Regions from separate parts of the Hordeum vulgare genome. Here regions 2 and 3 are each linked to region 1. The links are chromatin contacts, called in public Hi-C maps. All regions are on one chromosome and are shown on one strand. Each heading gives the region's core, a stretch centred on a gene start, on an enhancer-like site or on the middle of the called end of the contact. The rest is flanking DNA. Distances are from core to core; before and after follow the strand shown.

Region 1 (3,636 bases), core at 218-2,717:
ATCTTCACAAGTCCATCGCCACCACAATGGACGGCAAGCTTCAAGCATGATATCTTTGTGATGCTCCACTTGTACTTGCACACCGCAGTCTTGATGACGATCATCACTTGATGTCATCCTTCATGGGTTGAATGAGATCTACCTCTTGACGCGAACCCATGAAAACACACCTAACCCCACACAGAACTCTCACGAAGACCATGAGTTAGTATACAAAAGCGTAATGGACAATGCTTGCCATACCATGGGATCACTTGATCCCTCTCGGTACATCTTGTACGTTTTGTGTGTTGATCAACTTGATTTACTCTTTGTCTTAGTCTTGATCAACCTTGTGTCTTTATGACCATTCTTTGAATAATACCTTGAATACCACATTGGTCATCATATAAACTCTTTGAAACCAACAGATGGACTTCAAGAAGTGACTATGAACAAATCCTACAAATATAACTTAAGGCAACCATTAGTCCATAGGGCTTGTTATCAATTACCAAAACCACATATGGAGAAATATGTTCTAACACCTCTTCCCCCGTCGCTCGTCGTCGTTGACGCTCGTGCATGCACATGCTTGCCCCCCTTAGTTGAAGGTTTTTTAAACTCTGGTTGAAGCTTCTTTCACTTCGGTTGAAACTTTTTTCGTGGTTGAAGTTTTTTTCCATGTCGCTTGAAGCTTTTTCATGACGGTTGAAGCTATTTTCGTTGCTGGTTGTAGCAAAATTGGCAATCAGTGCTAGCCTTTTGTATTGCAGGTTCCAATAAAATCGCAGCGCCACCATCGTCACCACAAACTTCATTGTGGCCGCTGCAGAAAATCACGTCATCGGATGTAGCTTTTTTCGTTGCCGGTTGTAGCAAAAATCGCGAAGCCACGTGCGATGTAGCAAAATGCAACACCGGTGGTAGCAGATAGCAATGTCGATTGTAGCAAATTGTGATGCCGGTTGAAGCATGTAGCAAAAATCAATGTTGGTTCGAGCATCCCTGTGTCATCGGTGCGCCTCGCCGTCGCAATTATGTAGCTCGTCCACCAGAGTTGGAAAAAGAGGTGACCGTGCTCGCGGGGACGGGGGAAACGACAACCTCGTCGGGTCTGTACGACCATCGCAGCTCGCCGTCGCTACTCGTCGAGGGCTGCTTGCCGTCGCAGCTTGTCGTCGATGCGGGGTAGACGGCGGCCTCGCCGGGGCCGCGCGTCGTCGCCGCTTGCTCGCCCGTACTAACTCGCCGCCGCAGTGGTAAAATCGAAACGAAGCATAGCGCGTGGTAGGAGAAGGTCGCTGGAAAGAGAGTCCCCGCGCTGCGAGATGAGATGCGATCCGCTTGATCTAGTCGCATGAGACGGCACCAGATGGACCGACTGATTTTTTTATTTTTAGGATTGGGACTATCGCTAGGTAGATTCAATGATTCAGCCCCAGGCAATAATAAACCCACCTGTCAGTGACCAACACCAGCGGATTCCAGAGTCTCCGTCCCACTCCACCTCTGTCTCCACGCCTAAACTAATAAAAAAGATTCATCTTCAGCTAATCTCTCCCTCCTCCACCCACCCACCCACCAGCCGGAAACCCTAGCCCGCCCTCGCCGCCGGCGATGGCCGCATGAGCGATGCCCCTCCGAGGAAGCGCCCACCAGCCAGCTCCGTAGCTCGAGCCTCCGCCGCCGCCGTCGTTGTAGCCGCCCTCGCGTCCTCCTTCATCGCCCTGTCCCCTCGCTGCGCCCCGGCCGCCGCGGGATCCGGGCCCAGCATGTCGAAGGCGAGGGTCTACACCGACGTCAACGTGGTGCGCCCCAAGGAGTACTGGGACTACGAGGCGCTCACCGTCCAGTGGGGGTAAGGCGCTGACGTCACGCCCTAATCATCAGCCATGGCTATTTTCTGTGTTCACTTTGCTAATGGCCTGTATGCTTGTGGATTTCGGTCAGTGCTGGGTGTGGGTTATTCGTTGGGGCTGCGCTAAGATTAGGAGTGTGTTCTGTAGAAATTTAGCTCGAGGTTCGCGGATTTTTCTTCATCCCTGTCAATCGCAGGGTGTGATTGCTGGTTAGGGGCTGAAGTTTGTCTGCGCATGCGTGCACTCGAGAATATGAGGTGCACTCGAGAATATGAGCAATATGGTCCTTGTGTCCTTATAAAACCGTGTGTTAAATATTGCTTTGGTAGCTTCAGCACAAAGCTTATGAAATTAAGAAGTTACTTTGGGCAAATGACATTGAGTTCAAGATTGGTTTTTGATATTCCCACATCCCTGATCAGAAAGGTTTATTGAAGAATGGGGGTTTTCTCTGCAGTCAAAAAGAATCGGGCCTTAGTTTGATTCTGTTGTCAATTATTCTGATTATATTTTTAAGTGTGCAAAAGCATTGTGATTAATTGTAGCCGATTAGCTGACCCTCCTTGTTCCATCTGTACTTCATAAGACTATAAGAGACTGTAGGGGAAAAAGTGTGAATGTTCTGTCCAACATGGTGATATGAACGTCTTTTCTAAGAATACCTGTCTTCTCTTTGCGACTTCTGATCAGTAAAGATTTACGTTATAAATCAACCCTTAAGATTTATGCTCAGTATCCTTTTTTGGGTTAGTTTAATGCTTTTTGGCGAAAGGTAATTGGAACCTTAGCCTCTTATGCTTTTCATGTTTCCACCGAACTAATACCGTGCTAACCATTGCCACATCTCTAACCAGTGAGCAGGATGACTATGAGGTTGTCAGGAAAGTTGGAAGAGGTAAATATAGTGAAGTGTTTGAAGGCTTCAGTGTTAACAATAGCGAGAAATGTGTCATTAAGATACTCAAGCCTGTAAAGAAAAAGAAGGTACTATATGAAGCTTTGTAACTTATATTGAGATGTGAACTACTCATTTGCATCATTGCATGTTGAACTGTAGATTTTTTTTTTTGATCCAGTAAGAATCCTTTTATGGATTATACAGAACCAAAAAGATTTCCATCAAGAGTAGAGCGTGCAACCAAGAAAATACGGGATAGAAACATAAAATAAATTGAGTAAACTGTAGTAAAAAATTAGAACTTTTCTAAAACTTACATAATTTGCTTGAGTGCCAGGTCAGTAGTGTCCAGGAACTCTTTTAGTGTGGGGCCAGAAGTGTCACATTCTTTCTCTTAGCATCCTCAACAAGTCTCGGCATTGTCTTTTGACCACTCTTAGCTGCTTCTCGGTCACTTTATGATGGAGACTTGCGAGTGTGTCATCATACCTGCCATGTCTTAAAAAGACACATCAGATGCTTGGCATCTTGGTCGCAAAATTTAACTGTTTAGGCAATTTACCTTTTGAGGAACTTGGTAGGAGCACTGCCCATTCATTCAAAAGCATGAAAGGTGACTGTAATGACAAAGTGACTTGTTTTTAAGGGGAACAAATAAGAGAACTCACGAACACCCGCATTGATCCCCTTAACCCACTCTCCTGGCTAAATCCCATTGGGCAACATCTTCAAAGGAAAGGGACACTACCTCCCGCAAAGTAACAAGTTTTGGTGAGAAGAGCCAATAGGAAAACAATCAGATCCACGAAATGGGAAGTGATTGATGCCAGCCTTGTTTGATCATAAATCTGGGTTTATTTTCATGATTAGAATAACCATCTGCTTGTTCATAAATTC
Region 2 (3,996 bases), core at 270-2,769, 190 kb before region 1:
AAATTTAATACAATTTTGTACGAGAGTTAGTACAAAGTTAAGACAGTTATTTTGATACGGAGGGAGTATTATCGATGCTACCGGCTAGCATACCTAGGGCTGTACCTCAGGTACGGCGCGAGGATGAGATCGAGAAGAAGAATGGCCGGAGCTGGACCACTTACTAGGCCGGGGCCTGGGCCTGGGCCTGCCACCCTGACGAACCCTGACCAGAGGGAGGGAAGGAGTCCTTGACCCAAATCAAATGAGATCACCGTATGATCCACATGAAAAATAGTGTCGCGGTACTGCCACACTTAATTAACTATACAAGGACTGAAGCAATTCGGTCAAAGAAAGTAATGGAGAACAACAAAAATAATGGTTTATTTCGGCGCCTCAATGATCTGGTCAAAGCAGTAAAATGCATGTCCTTTGGGAGAGCAGTCGGGGCTTCTGTATGTATGGCCTGCACCTTGCGGTACTTGTGTTCAGGGGCTCTGCGTTTCAATGGAATCACAGCGATTCTGCTGGGTTTTTTACAAAAGAAAAAAAAGCTTCAGTTACAACATCTTCGATCATGAATTCCTGATTTGCAAATTCGCGTTTTCAAATGGGATCGGGTCGCGTCCTATATGATGGATTGACCGAACTTGTCCGCAAACCCTTTATATCCTTCTAATATTTGAGATGGATAGAAAAATTCGTGGATAGTCCGGACGTTTAGAGTTGATATGAGATATTTGATTGGGTTACTTTTTTCCTCCTTCTCCAGTTGGATCGTTTATCAGACGCGTTTGTGTATATACGAGGGGTCATTTAAGGTGTGCGAGGCTCTTAACTTCTAACGTCTAATCTGCCTTCCTGCCTATGATGGATCGAAAAGAGCTTTCAGACAAAATAAGCTTGAAAAATAAGAACACTTCTTGTTTTAACGGTTGCTGGTAACGGTGTGTCAGTGTACTGGATGGACGGAGCTTTCTTTCCCTGCTGTACCCAACAAGCCCTAACTTCGAAATAAAAACGGGCGTTGTGGTAACAACGGTACCGTCCGTGGTGAAATGAAATGATGTACACAAAGCTGGTGCTGTGTTGACATCTCGTACCACTGGAGCACTGTACATACATCTCGACAGACGACAGAGAAGAATACTTACAAAGAAAAGAAAGCTGGGTGACGTATTGCTGTCATCGTAAAAGCTTCTCGGAGCACTCATTTTGGCTCAAAAAATGCTGCTTTTGAATCCATCCATCCATCCATCCATCCATCACGCTCCTTTCTCTCTCTCAGTGAATAACAAAGTCCAATCTTTTGCTCTCCGTTTCAGGGATAGTAGGAATTCTCTATCAACAGATCCACACTTGGGCGTGTAATTTACTACTATGCGGGTGGCCCGTTCCTTACTCCACCTCCAGTCCTGTCCCCTCTGCTCGGCTCCGCCGCTGCTGCACTGCATGCCGCAAGAGCAAGCGAGAGAGAGAGAGAAAGATACTCCTCCTACAGTGCTACTCCGTTGCTCGGCATGCCTGCCTGCAGTGCAGCGCAGGCCTGGTTAAAAATGCCACTGTGAAAGGAATCTTACATCATTCGTGTCTTGTCCCCTCCTCTTCCTCCTCCTTTTCTTTTCCTTCTCTTTCTTCAGAGAGGAGGAGAGTGTGAGAGAGAAAGACAGAGAGGGAGGGACGGATGGAGACGACGGTCTGCTGGTTGATGTGTATAAAAGGGAAAGCCTGTGGCCTTTGGAACCATACAATGATCGGAAACCGATAGCGAGGAGAGAAGAAACAGGGCTAAGTGAGTGTGAGTGGTAGTTGGAGCTCAGTGGCACCTCAGTTCTTGAGTCACTTCTCTGACATCTGGTAATTGAGAGGTGAGAAATGAGCTCGTCCTGCCTCTCTTCTTTTCTCCTCACGATTCGGTGCTCATCAATCTCCAATGCCGTTTTCAATCATTTTTTAGCCCTTTTCAGGCTCTTTTTTTCTGCCCTTTTGGTGCTCTGGTTGTGCGAGCATATTTTGGGTTGTGAGTGACTTGCTTCAGAATACAGTTACTCCAGCAGAGAGATTCTCCTGTCATACATAGAACACTGTTCTCCTTACCCTCTTTTTGCTTCCTTTTTCTCCTGTGAATCTAGTGCCCGGTTCTCGATCCCACTTCTAAAGCTCCAATTGCGTGGCTGCATTGTAGTACGGGAGATCAGCTCGTGTGCTCACCTTCTGTTCAAGCTCATATCTGTATGACAGGATACAGTGTAGTGTAGTTGGAAACACTTGGAGCAGAGGCTTATGTTCTGGCTATCTCTCAATGCAGGTCCGTAGAAGAAGAAGAAGAAGAAGAAGAAGATCAAGAAAGAGATCGCCGCAATGCCGATGGAGCAGGCCTTCATGCACTGCGACAAAGACGCCCTGAAGATGGCCATGCTCAAGCATGAGGAGACCTTCAGGCAGCAGGTACAGTAATAAGATCATAATTCAGAAGCTACAAACTTTATCCTCCCCGTGTCAAGAAGACTGCGGCCTCATGATTTCTGTACGTTGTCGCAGGTGCACGATCTCCATCGCCTGTACAGAATTCAGAAGCTTCTGATGCGGGACCTCAAGAGGGAGATCAAGAGCCAGCAGAGCGGCCTGTCCGCCTCCCCGAACGGCTCCCCGGGCGCCGAGTACGACCGCCGCAGGGCGAGCGCGCTCGATGCGTGCTCCTACGAGCAGCAGTGGCAGCACGGAGCTGCCCGCCGCGGCAGCCACGCGGCGGCGACCCCTCGCGCCGCGCAGGCACAGCTGAGCCCGGAGGCTACCGACGACGAGGAGGCGGAGCTGGAGCTCACGCTCGCCGTGGGCAGCGGCGGCAAGAAGCGGTACAGCAACGAGCACTGCTCCCCCGGGGAGAGCTTCTCGTCGTCCACGACGGAGTCTGACACGCCCACCGGCGGCCTGGACTGGCAGCAGGCGCAGGCGCACCAGCAGCTTGCCGGCACTGGCGCAGGAGCGGGCTCGCCGTACCACAAGCGGAGGCCGGCGGTGTTCGAGGCGGTGCAGGTGGAGGACGGCGGGGTGCAGCAGCCTTCTCCGCTGCTGTTCCACTGGCTCAGCCTACGGATGGCATGAAGCTAGCCATGGAATGGAAGGCAACCGACCGGCGCATGCATGTACCGTCGCCGTCTGTCTCGTGGCTAGTGGCAGGCAGTTTGACTCCCTGTTTCTTGAGTTGTAGTAGGAGTACTGTGTCTCTGTGCTTCCAGGTTAATCATGGATCAAGCTAATCCAATTTTTTTTTAACTTTGTCGTTGAGGGTAATGTAGGAGCCACTTTCCACAGGTGGAAAGGGAAGAATGTAGGGGCTTTTCAGATGATGCTAATCATGGTTGGCTCTCACTGCAAGTAGCTTAATTTGCTTTTGTAAGTGGTGACTTTGGCTGTTATTTTAATGGGGCAGTCTTTCTGTATGAAATTAAAGGGTGTGGTTAATTAGGTCTTGGTTGGCTGAAACTTAACCAATTCTTAATCAAGTGACGTAACATGTAACAAAAGAAAAGAAAATGTATGTATTTTGATGTAAAATTTCATGAATATAAACATCAACGGAGACATAAAAGATCGACTGAGACACACAATCAAGTCTCAATCAAACTTTGTGAGAGTTAGGATAGACTAGCAGGAAATTCCTTACTCCAGAACTTAAGATCATACCTAAGAATTTTCAGCTTTTACCACATAAGGGCAGAACTATTATCTGCGTGAAAATGTTTGTTCAACTACTTATCGATCGACAGAGCCGCCCCCGACCTCCCCTACCGCGGCCCCCCGCCGCCCCGCACCGGGGAGCCCCCGTCCTCCTCCTACAGCCGCCCCACCTCCTCTCCCATCCGTCGCCGTCGCCCGGGGCGTCAGAGGGCAAAGGCCTTGTGGCGTGGCGTCGGCGGCGGTTTTTTCCTCGGATCTCGATCTGGTTGGGAGGCGGCGCTCTTTTCCGGCCAGATCGGCGGCGGCATGGCTGTTGTGCGCCGGCGGCGTAGG
Region 3 (3,492 bases), core at 970-3,469, 260 kb before region 1:
AAATAAAAATTGGTCAAACACTATAGCGTAGGATTTATGGTCAAGGTTGTGTAGTGTATAGCTTGTACCTGTACTAGCATACACAAAAAATCTTGTAGTAAAATCGCTATACATCGCGTCACTCTGTAGCCACATGACGGAGCGCGCCGTTCGTAGCGTTTCGTCGTACAGGAACGCAAGGGTGCCCGTGCACTTCTAGTTAGAATTTCCCAACAATCAATGCATTGCATGGCATCGGATCTTCAAAGAAAATCAAGGGCTCTTCCATGCACGGAATGTCCCGTCCATGGGAGAATTGCTTTTCTCATGCAGTCCAGCCTACCAAACGTTCAATGTTTTATTGAAACAAGGCAAAAGACTTGCCATTTTCAATTTGCATGGCTTGAGCGTGGTTGAGCCTGATGCAGGCTATCAAATGCATCATACATGAATACGAGTTGCAAATTCTAGGGCGGCGAGAGTTTAGGTGAAGAGAAAATTCCGTTAGCAGATAAAACTACAAAAGGTGACATTGTACTTAGCAGTTATGCCCCCCATTACTTATGCGGAATGCTTCTTATTCATTTGATTTGCATATATATAACTTCGCACGTTCGAATTCAACGAATCAAACAACATATAGTACAATCATTTACAAACCCCACAGAACTGTGAAACCCAACGAATCTCTGTGCCACAGATACACATTTCGTGTACACATGCACCTTTGACGCATGCGCGTACACTAGTTCAGACTTCAGACAGCGTAGCAATCCCGGTGGAATATGCATTTCTCGATCCCTCTCGTCATCAGTTGAAGACGTCGCACTGCTTGCGTATGTTCCCGTCGCTGCCAGACTTAACCCCGACGCGGCCGAGCTTGACGATGGCGTCGACGAAGCCCCGGCTGAAGGCGGCCGTGCTGTTGGCCCACGAGTTGACGAGGGGGCGCGTGCGGTTGTCGTTGTAGAGGAGCTGGTCGGAGGCGAGCAGGCCGCCGCCGTCCTGCAGGTTCCGGTAGTACTGGTTGTCGAAGAGCGCCGGCGTGGCTTGGTCCATGAGCACCGGCGGGTCCGACGAGCCGTCGGCGGGGCACTTGGTCCTCAGGAACGCCGCGTACTTGGGGTTCAGCGTCGCGTCCGCCGGGCTGCCGTACACCCGGTCCCTGAACTTGCCGCAGTGCGCGAGCCCCACGGTGTGCGCCGCTGCATGCCGACCAGCCATGAACTGTCATGTTAGTAGGAGTACATCCACGCGGCGCAGGTAGAGGTAGGTACGGCTGGGAGAGGTGCGTGGTTCACCTGAGAGGGCGACGATGTCGGACATGGTGAGCCCGTGCGCTCTGAACATGGCGACCATCTCGTTGAGGGTGCTGGTGGCCTGCGGCAGCTTGCCGGCCACGCTGCTGGCCGTGGAGCTCAGCCCGTCCAGCCTCCCCAGCTCCACCGGGTAGAACGGCCCGCCGCTCTGTACGCAAATCAAACTTCAGGCTCAGGCATGTCCGGTGGGAAATTAATGTACCGATAGACGTGCACTGTGCGTGTACCAGGGCGATGGCGTCTCGTGTGGCGATGGTGAGTATGTCGGCGCAGGAGACCAGGTCGGGGCACGCGGCCTCCACGGCCACCTTGGCGATCCTCACCGTCTCGTAGCCCTCGAACGCCAGGGACTTGTTGTCGTCGGCGTCCATCTCCGTCGGGTTCCCCGGCGTCGACCGGATCAGCACCGACGCGTCGCAACCCTGCACGTACGTACCGCCGCATACACACACATAGATCAACCACTCGATGACTATAAGTTTTGAGAGCACGGGCATAACAAGCATCAGTGCAAGTGTTACTGCGTGCGGCGAACGTACCTCGACGAAGCAGTCGTGGAAGAAGAGGCGGATGGTGGAGCCGATGGTGCGGATGTTGTCGTCCATCTTCTGCGTCACCACGCCGCGCACGATGCTCTCCAGGTTGGGGCAGCTTCTGCTGTAGTAGCCCGTCGACAGGTCGGACGCGCCGAGCTGCGCGGAGAGGGCGACGACGAGCAGCGCCATGCACGACCAGGACCGGGACATCTTACTTCTCTGCCTGATGGCCTGTGTAGGTGGTGCAGGAATGTTGTAGGTGGTGCACAAATGAAGGGTCATTTATACATGCAAGAGCAACGAGGTGTGTGATGGATCGCTGATACAAAGATAGTTAAATTGCAAGGTGTGATAAACAAGATCTTGTCACGCTGTGGAAGAAAAGCGTGAAGAGTTGACAATCTTTGGTCTATGGAGAGATGCGTGTGTTTTGGTCTAATTTAGGACTGGTTCTTGATGTACATGTGTGGGATGTTTGGGAAATTTATTTTCCTTTGATGTGACGGTGTGTGAATTGAATGAACTCTTGGCGTTTGTATCATCTACCAATACTGTGCACTAATTGGTGAGATGACTTAGAGGGTGCTTGGATACGTTTTAGTCCCATGACTAAAAGTAGTGAGACTAAAACTTGCTAGCCTCACCCATGCTTGGATCCAAGTACTAAAGAGACTAAAATCAAGTTAATGAGCATTTATTATCCTCCAAACCCTCCAATCCAGAACTTGCATGAGGAGTTAAATGAGGAGAGAGAGGACTAATGCACATTTTAGTAGGGGTTCATGTGACTAAAAGATTTTAGTCTCTAGACTAGTTTTAGTCCCACTTTAGTCAGGGGTGATTGGAACTTTAGCCTCTCAAAGAGACTATTTTTAGTCAGACTAGTTTTAGTCCTATGGATCCAAGCACCCTCTTACTAGAGCATCTACAGTCGGGCCCCCCCTTCAATCCGCCTCAAATGTCCGGACAGATCGTCCAGTCACTGACCGATCATAAAAATTCGAGCTAGCCGGACCCCTCAAACGGGCCACAAACGTCCGGGTTAACCGGCACCCCTCATATTCAGCCCAAATATGGGGCGGATATAAGAAACCCGGGCATGCTCGCCACGTCGGCCTAACGGCGTGACCTCATGCAGACTCGCGTGAAAACCCGATCGTCCAACGGGCGCCTCCATCGTTGGCGCGGTGTGAACGTCGTGTGGCACTGCTTCAGCTCCCCGTCCTTATCCATAGCCGGCTATTTAAGCCGGCCGACATCACTCAGCCCTAGCACATCCCCCTCCTCCCTTCCTCCACCGCCACCCGAGCCCGTCAGTCATGCCCCCTCCCCCCCCCCCCCCGCCACCACTACACGGTCCAGCAGTGTCTCTCGCTCCTTGCGCAGGTCTGGATCCGGAGGGCCGTGGGGCTACCTCTGTATCCAGAGGAGGATTTCGAGGAGGCCGAGGATGTGGAGGAGGAAGAGGAGGATGAGGTGGGGATGGACGAGGACGAGGAGCAGGAGTTGGCAAAGGAGGCGCCGCTGCTAGTTGTTCGGGAGGACCAGCAGGAGCCGGCGGAGGAGGCGCCGCCGTTGGATGTGCGGGAGGAGGGGGCACCGACATGAAGGACGTGGATCTGTGGCCGAAACAGCTGGTTATCCTGAACTCCATCCGC

What was found. A called contact is a pair of places that touch in the nucleus more often than the background predicts.
Region 2: a Hi-C map of seedling shows a contact between it and region 1, with 3 times the contacts expected there. The contact joins the promoter of LOC123398442 here to the promoter of LOC123452358 in region 1. A contact is called at or near these places in 3 of 6 Hi-C or Micro-C datasets (leaf and seedling).
Region 3: a Hi-C map of leaf shows a contact between it and region 1, with 2.2 times the contacts expected there. The contact joins the promoter of LOC123398444 here to the promoter of LOC123452358 in region 1. A contact is called at or near these places in 2 of 6 Hi-C or Micro-C datasets (leaf and seedling).

What each region holds. Positions count from the first base shown.
Region 1 is chr5H:531,594,476-531,598,111 of MorexV3_pseudomolecules_assembly, reverse strand. LOC123452358 (casein kinase II subunit alpha-2-like) reads left to right here and starts at 1,467. Exons shown (of 10, transcript XM_045129000.1): 1 at 1,467-1,840; 2 at 2,696-2,825. The coding sequence starts at 1,608.
Region 2 is chr5H:531,786,177-531,790,172 of MorexV3_pseudomolecules_assembly, reverse strand. LOC123398442 reads left to right here and starts at 1,519. Exons shown (of 3, transcript XM_045092912.1): 1 at 1,519-1,850; 2 at 2,291-2,430; 3 at 2,524-3,430. The coding sequence starts at 2,344. The coding sequence ends at 3,087.
Region 3 is chr5H:531,850,737-531,854,228 of MorexV3_pseudomolecules_assembly, reverse strand. LOC123398444 (peroxidase 50-like) reads right to left here and starts at 2,219. Exons shown (of 4, transcript XM_045092914.1): 1 at 1,838-2,219; 2 at 1,526-1,720; 3 at 1,281-1,446; 4 at 541-1,184. The coding sequence starts at 2,116. The coding sequence ends at 790.